2 separate regions of the Rattus norvegicus genome follow, and region 1 is linked to region 2. A link is a contact called in public Hi-C data. All regions are on one chromosome and are shown on one strand. The core of a region is the stretch at or near the end of the contact, and the rest is flanking DNA. Distances in the headings are between cores, read along the strand shown. Region 1 holds the start of Yju2 (YJU2 splicing factor). Region 2 holds the start of Uxs1 (UDP-glucuronate decarboxylase 1).

Region 1 (3,375 bases), core at 626-3,125, 140 kb before region 2:
TGGGGAATTAAGGTCTAAGGAGAGGCTGGCAGCCCATCTGGGATGAGATGGCAGTCAGGCTCTATCAGTAGAGAACCTAGTGACAAGAGATCTGCAGGCAGAGGCCATAGGTGGTGCAAAGGCCTGGGCGGGAGGAGGGCTGTCACTAGAGGATCCAGAATCCTGCAGGACCAAGTGTCACTCTGACTGTTCACCGAGACCTTGTGATAGGGGCTGGGAACCCTGTGAGGCTGTGAGGTTAGGACTTTCATCCTTGTTACTGTTTCTCCAGAGACTCGGCCTCCAGTCTCATGTGCCCAGGGATTCACCTCATGTTGAATGGGGCCATCAGCCGCACCACGTACTGCCGGTCCTTGGGTAACTTGAGTTTCGGGATCTTCGATGGGTCAAAGTCAGGTGGGTAGTATTTCTGTGGAGAAGAGTGTTGCTGTTTTCTGGTGCTCTGGTCCCATGTGGGCAGAAATGGGGTCTGGGAACCATGTCAGCACACCCAGGATACCCTGATTTTAGGGATCTGCTCAGGATTCAGCTTGCTGGAGCCTTTGCAGACATGAGGTATTTGAAGCACAGCCATGAGAAGAGAAGTTGGGAGGAGGAGTGCACAGGCTTCCAAGACACTTTCTTGAGCTGTGATATGCTTTCCAGGGAAGATTCTAGAGGTCCAGGGTTTGTAGTGGGGGTGGACCCCTGTTGCCTATCACATGATAAGACTCTAGACACTCTAGCTCTCTTAGGGAGAACAGGCTCTGGCCTCTCTGTGTGCTTGGGAGGCTGGGGCGAGGCACACAGGACAACACTCTGGGTTACAGGCATGTCAATGTCCAAACCCATCACCCCAGCACCTGTACATCTGAGACAGGGGGGTGAAGAGACAACCCTACCCCCCCCCCCAAAGTAAAAAAACAAAAGCTACATGAACCACCAACAAGCAGGCACTCTGCTTTTGACACCTACTGGCAACCAGGCCCATGGGAAAGGAAGCTGTCTCCCTGCTTGAAGGAAGCATTACTAATTCAAGTGGTTGATGGGAATGATGGTGTACAGCTGTCATGTCGGTACTTAGGAGGCTGATATACATTGTGATTTTATAGTCAGCCTGGACAGTGCACACAAATGTGGTGCACAGATATGAAGGAAAAACATAAAATGAAAATAAACAACTCCTTTTAAAAATGAATATTGCCCAGCGTAGGGTACACGTCTTTAACCCCAGCAACAGGGAGTCTCAGGAAAGTGGGTCTCTGAGTTCGAGGCCATTCTGGGCTACATAGTAAAACCCTAGCTCAAAACAAACATTTAAAAAACAGATCCAGGAAATGGAGAGCAAAATTTTTCAAGAGAGGAGACTGAGTCACCCCAGTAATCCCAACATGGTGTAGAAAACAATAAAGATTTCGAATATTCATTGAACAATATCCCGGGCGAACTGAGGAGACTAATATCCCCGGACCTGGGGGAAGCTCACAAGAAGCAGTCCCTCCCCCAGGAAAGCGATCAGATAGTTCTTTTTGAAAAAGCCAATGGGATGAAGTGACATAAGCTCCGCTTCCCTGGTGATGATTGGTTACTCGCATGGAAGGAAAAAAAGAAAGAAAAAAAAAAAAAAAAGCTAATGACCGCCCCTAAAAAAATGAGATTGACAAGAGTTTGGGGAGCTCCCGCCCGACTGAAAGCCCCACGCGCGTGCGTGCATGTGTAGTCGGGGGGGGGGGGGGAAGAGCGGATTCCAAAAGGAAATGACCGGAAGGAAGCACGCCTCTCCCAGGACCCTCGCACATTACACTCTCTGTAGAAACATCTAGACGCTGAGCACTTACGTTTAAAACTTTCCGTTCCGACATCTTCGCTTCCTGTTCAACGAACAAGAGAAGAAATTGTTCTCTTAGTCCTCGTGGAGTTTCTCGGATCAGGAGCCTCAGTGTCGCCACTTCCTCAGCCGTCTTACTGGTTGGTGCTTACCCGCTTTACCATTCTCATTGGCTGCAATCTTTGTCGATCCAAATCGTGTGTGCTTTCGTTCCCTTCCGAGTGCGGGTAGGTGAAGCGCTAGATAAAGGTTCCGGGACATGTGGATCCCGTGTGCCTGTCTGTCGCACTGGAAAGATGGAGAAAGCTGTCTAGGATAACATTTTCTCCCGCATCACTGCTCTATTGATGCTGTTTGTTTTTTGAGTGAGGGTATCACTTCGTGTCCCTGGCTGTCCTGTAACTTATCATGTAGCCCAGGGTGGTCACAAACTAATGGAGATCCTCCTGCTTCTGAATTCTGGGATTAAATAATTAAAGGCCACCATGTCCCGTTCCTGCGTTCCTCCTTCGTTCGTTCCTTCATTTCTGGTGCTGGGGATGAAACCCAGGATCTTTGCATATGCCAGGCAGGCACTCTACCACGCAACACCGCCCAGCGCTCTAGTGCTGTGAAGCAGCCTCTCACTAAGATGCCCAGGCTGGCCTGGAACCAACTCTGCAAGCCCTGCTTGGTCTTAAATTGGAAACCATCATACTGCAAGCCTCTTCAGTAGCTGGACTCAGTGACCTGCCTGGTTTCATTGTGTTGTTGGTTTGTGTGTGTTTCTTCTTTTATGAGAGAGGAATTCACCACTTAGTCCAGGCTGGCCTTGAAAACTCAGTAATCCTCCTGCCTCTGCCTCCCAAGTGCTCCGTTTACAAATAAGAGACACTATACCCAACTTTTTTTCTTCTTTTACTTTTTCTTTAAAAATAGTTTCATTCTTTCTTTTCTCTCTCTCTCTCTCTCTTTTTTTTTTTTTTTTTTTTTTTGAGACGGGGTTCCTCTGGGTAGTGCTGGTTGTTCTGGAACTTAGTCTGTAGACTAGATTAGCCTCAGACTCACTGAGATGGGCCTGTGGCTCCCTTGCGTGTTGGGGATTAAAGAGATGCACCACCACCACCAGACTTAGTATCGTTTTTTACATTTGTTTATTTATTATTCGTGCAAACGAAATATGACAAGCCTCAGCATTGAGCCTAGGCAAGGTCACCACCCCGGAGCCCCGCCCCCACTGCTGCTGCTGCTGCGGGGTTCCTCCTCCTCCTCTCATTCTTTTGGTCTGTTTGAAACAGGATCTCTAGGCTGGGCTTTAGCTTGCCACTATTCCCACACCACCTCAATCCCACCCCACCCCACCGAACCCCATCTTCATTTCAATAAAGCTGGACTTCGCCCTGTTTGGCTCTTAGCTGGGGAAACAGGTGCTAGGTGTGTGTCCCCAACATTCTCCTTCAGGTAGCTCCCTTTCCTTGTGCAGGGCCCTGCACCTCGTTCTACCCTCTCCCTTTCTCCCACTTACATATTCCCCAACCCTTCCCCCTTTATGCACTGTACCACGTGGAGTTCCTTCTGGAAGCTAGCAC
Region 2 (3,451 bases), core at 484-2,983:
TGCAAGCGCTGTGCTGAACTACTGGATCCGTGTTCTGTACCATCCTGGCAAAACCCTGATGTTTCTACACTCCATGTGCTGAACTACTGGGTCCGTGTTCTGTACCGTCCTGGCAAAACCCTGATGTTTCTGCACTCCATGTGCTGAACTACTGGGTCCGTGTTCTGTACCGTCCTGGCAAAACCCTGATGTTTCTGCACTCCATGTGCTGAACTACTGGGTCTGTGTTCTGTACCGTCCTGGCAAAACCCTGATGTTTCTGCAATCCATGTGCTGAACTACTGGGTCTGTGTTCTGTACCGTCCTGGCAAAACCCTGATGTTTCTGCACTCCATGCTGTGCCCTGCTGCTACTGTCAACAACTGACAATGTTGAAGACTGAGTGAAACATGCTGGTCAAATGAATGGCTGGCTTAAAACTTCATTATTAGGCATTACTAATAAAACAGTAATAATTACTCAGCTGTAAGGGTTTTTTTCCCTTGAATATCATCTTTTTCAGTACAGATCACACTTGAGGCTAATTCTTCCTTCATAGCAGAAACCAATCAGATCTACCAAGCAACCCAGTTCTAAAACTTCTCCTAGGAACCAGAAGCCTTTCTATAGCTTCCTGGCTCCTCCTCCTCCCCCTTCCCCTCCTCCTGGAACAGCTCATCTACAGCAGGCAGTCTGCATCCTACTAACCCCTTCATCCCATCAGTTGAACTGAATTTCCGGAAGTACCTACTCACCTGGGAATCAGACCCTGGAAACTCAATCACTTACCAGTTTTCATTTGAGTATGTTTGCCTGGGTGGCCAGGATTCAGAAGGAGTTCACTCTGATAGCTATTTTTAGCCCAATTTTGGTACTTGGTAAAGTATTAATAGCAGCTGTTATATCCCAGTTGCACAGTTCAAAAACAACAACAAACAAACAAAACCCCCAAAACTAGACTTTGACTTCTCTGAGAAGCTGAGGGCCCCTCCAGATAGCCAGGCTGAGGATCCAATGACACCCTCCCCGCCCGCCCCTTAAGCTGTGCCTCCTTCCGCGACACGCTGGAGGAGTACCTGGCGGTGCGGGGAGCGGGGGCAGTGTGCGCCTAGACATCGGAGCACCGCCACACAGGACATCCACGGAGAATGGCAACAATCGGCTGCTGAGTAATTTTCCTGCGGATCAAACAGTCGAAGTAGGGGCACTGCCAATAGTTATAGTATTTTTATCTTACTGAACCAGCACCGTCCCCATGGATGTCCCTGTGCCACACTCTCCAGGTTCGCCCTAACCCTAACCCTGGACAGCACAGAGGATCAGGTCAGTAAGAGCTGGCGGGCGCAGCGAGGTTGGCCGAGTCCGCAGTGTCTACAGCTTGGGGAACGTGACCACCGCGCCCATGGCAAAGGCCCCAACACCGGCCACGGGTCTGACGCCGGACCTACGCGGAAGCGGGCTGCAAGTAAAGCGGCCAGAGGCTCCACTGCACAAGTTCAGCCTCGTGGAAGCGGTGAACCGGTTCCCGGCCCTAAACAGCCGGCCGCTCGGCCGCAGCGTCCGCTACCCGCCGCGCGGGAATGAATGGGCTCCCGCCCACCATGCACACACTCACAGGCGGCGTAGGCGAACAGCGCGATGCCCAGCAGAAGCTTCATCTTCCTGCGGTTGACTGAAGAGACAAGGCGCAGCAGCCCCTTGCTCACCATGCCCAGGAACCGCACGGGTCCGGGGCCTGCCCCGCCGGCCAGCCGCAGCACAAAGCGCGGCGGCCCGAGCCCCGCCCACGCGCGTCAGCCCCACCCCCGCGCTCCCAGCTTCCTGCCGGCTAAACCACTGCGCTTGCGCGGCTGGGTCCCGGTCTCCGGCTCCGCCCACAGCTGCGACCCACCCTCATCCTCCTTTTCCCGCAAGCGCAGTGTGATGCCTGAGTTTCGAGCTGGTGTCAGTCAACAAGGGAAGGGTGGGTATAGTGGGTGGCGCGGAGAGCGCATGCGCATCCCAGTGTGCTTGCCTGCATTCGATCATAGGACAGCGTTTGATGCTTAGAGCGGATCGCGGATGTTCGCCCGCAACTTGCAGGGCGCTTGCGCGTTCCTAGTCCTACGCGGCGGGCGGGGCTGTGGACTCGCGTCGTTGGAGCAGAAGGACTGGTGTGCTGTAATTGGTCTGTCAGTGTGACAGAGAACAGTTGAATAAGTTGCTTGGCCTTCTTAGCTGTTCTTTTTGTAAGGCAGGAAAGTGACTGGGTTTTCATGTCTCCACCTGTAAGTCATTTCCAGTTCAGGAATTTTCCGGCAAGTTTTAAGAACTACAAACTATCAATTGAAAGGATAATTTATAGCAAAAGCGCTACATCCTATTAAATAGGCAAACTCTTTCTTGTCAAAAGTAACTACAGTAATAGTGTAAAGCCCAGAGGTTCCTAAAAGTGATCCATAAAACTTTGCTTAGAGCAATCATGATAGGAAATGGTGAGTTAATCAGTTGATTTTGGGCTGTATCAGCCAGTACTGCATTTTACCTGTCACAATGTAAGGGAATACATAAAAAGAGTTCTTATTGTACAGATCTTTTACTTGCTTGGTTAAAGTCACACCGAGGTATTTTATGTTATTTGGGTCTATTATGAAGACTGTTGTTTCCCTAATTTCTTTCTTGGCTTGTTTCTCTTTTGCGTAGAGGAAGGCTACTGATTTATTTGAGTTAATTTTATACCCAGCCACTTTGCTGAAGTTGTTTATTAGGTTTAGTAGTTCTCTGGTGGAACTTTTGGGATCACTTAAATATACTATCATATCATCTGCAAATAGTGATATTTTAACTTCTTCTTTTCCAATCTGTATCCCCTTGATCTCCTTTTGTTGTCTGATTGCTCTGGCTAGAACTTCAAGAGTACAGAGAACTGTTTATCTGGTCGGTCTCTTCAGGTTCTGGCGGTGTTTCAGACGCAGCGGATTGATACAGCCCTGCTCCTGTGCCCTTATCCAAGGGAACCCAGAGGCCGTATACAGTTTCCTCTTGGGCCAGGGATGTGGGCAGGGGTGGGCAGTGTTGGTGGTCTCTTCTGCTCTGCAGTCTCAGGAGTGCCCACCTGTTTCGGCGGTGAGCTCTCTCTCCCACGGGATTTGGGAGCCGAGTATTTCTTATTTACATTTCAATTTTTATTCCCTTTCCCAGTTTCCGGGTCAACAGCCCCCTAACCCCTCTGCTGCCTCCCCTTCTATATGGGTGTTCCTCTCCCCATCCTCCACCCTTTACCGCCCTCCCCACAACAATCACGTTCACTGGGGTTCAGTCTTGGTAGGACCAAGAGCTTCCCCTTCCACTGGTGCTCTTACTAGGCTATTCATTGCTACCTATGAGGTCAGAGTCCAGGGTCAGTCCATGTATAGTCTTTGGGTAGTGGCTTAGTCCCTGGAAGCTCTGGTTGGTTGGCATTGTTGTTCATATGGGGTCTCAAGCCCCTTCA

The links. Hi-C and Micro-C count contacts between places; a contact is called where the count stands out from the background.
Region 1: a contact with region 2 is called in a Hi-C map of prefrontal cortex, with 4 times the contacts expected there. The contact joins the promoter of Yju2 here to the promoter of Uxs1 in region 2. A contact is called at or near these places in 4 of 12 Hi-C or Micro-C datasets (frontal cortex, liver, mammary epithelial cells and 1 more).

The regions. Positions count from the first base shown.
Region 1 is chr9:875,364-878,738 of GRCr8, reverse strand. It overlaps Yju2 (YJU2 splicing factor), which reads right to left and starts at 1,875. Exons shown (of 8, transcript NM_001109673.1): 1 at 1,818-1,875; 2 at 309-409. The coding sequence starts at 1,841. It overlaps LOC134480467 (a long non-coding RNA gene), which reads left to right and starts at 1,808. Exons shown (of 2, transcript XR_010054911.1): 1 at 1,808-1,947.
Region 2 is chr9:739,262-742,712 of GRCr8, reverse strand. Uxs1 (UDP-glucuronate decarboxylase 1) reads right to left here and starts at 1,733. Exons shown (of 15, transcript NM_139336.2): 1 at 1,595-1,733. The coding sequence starts at 1,688.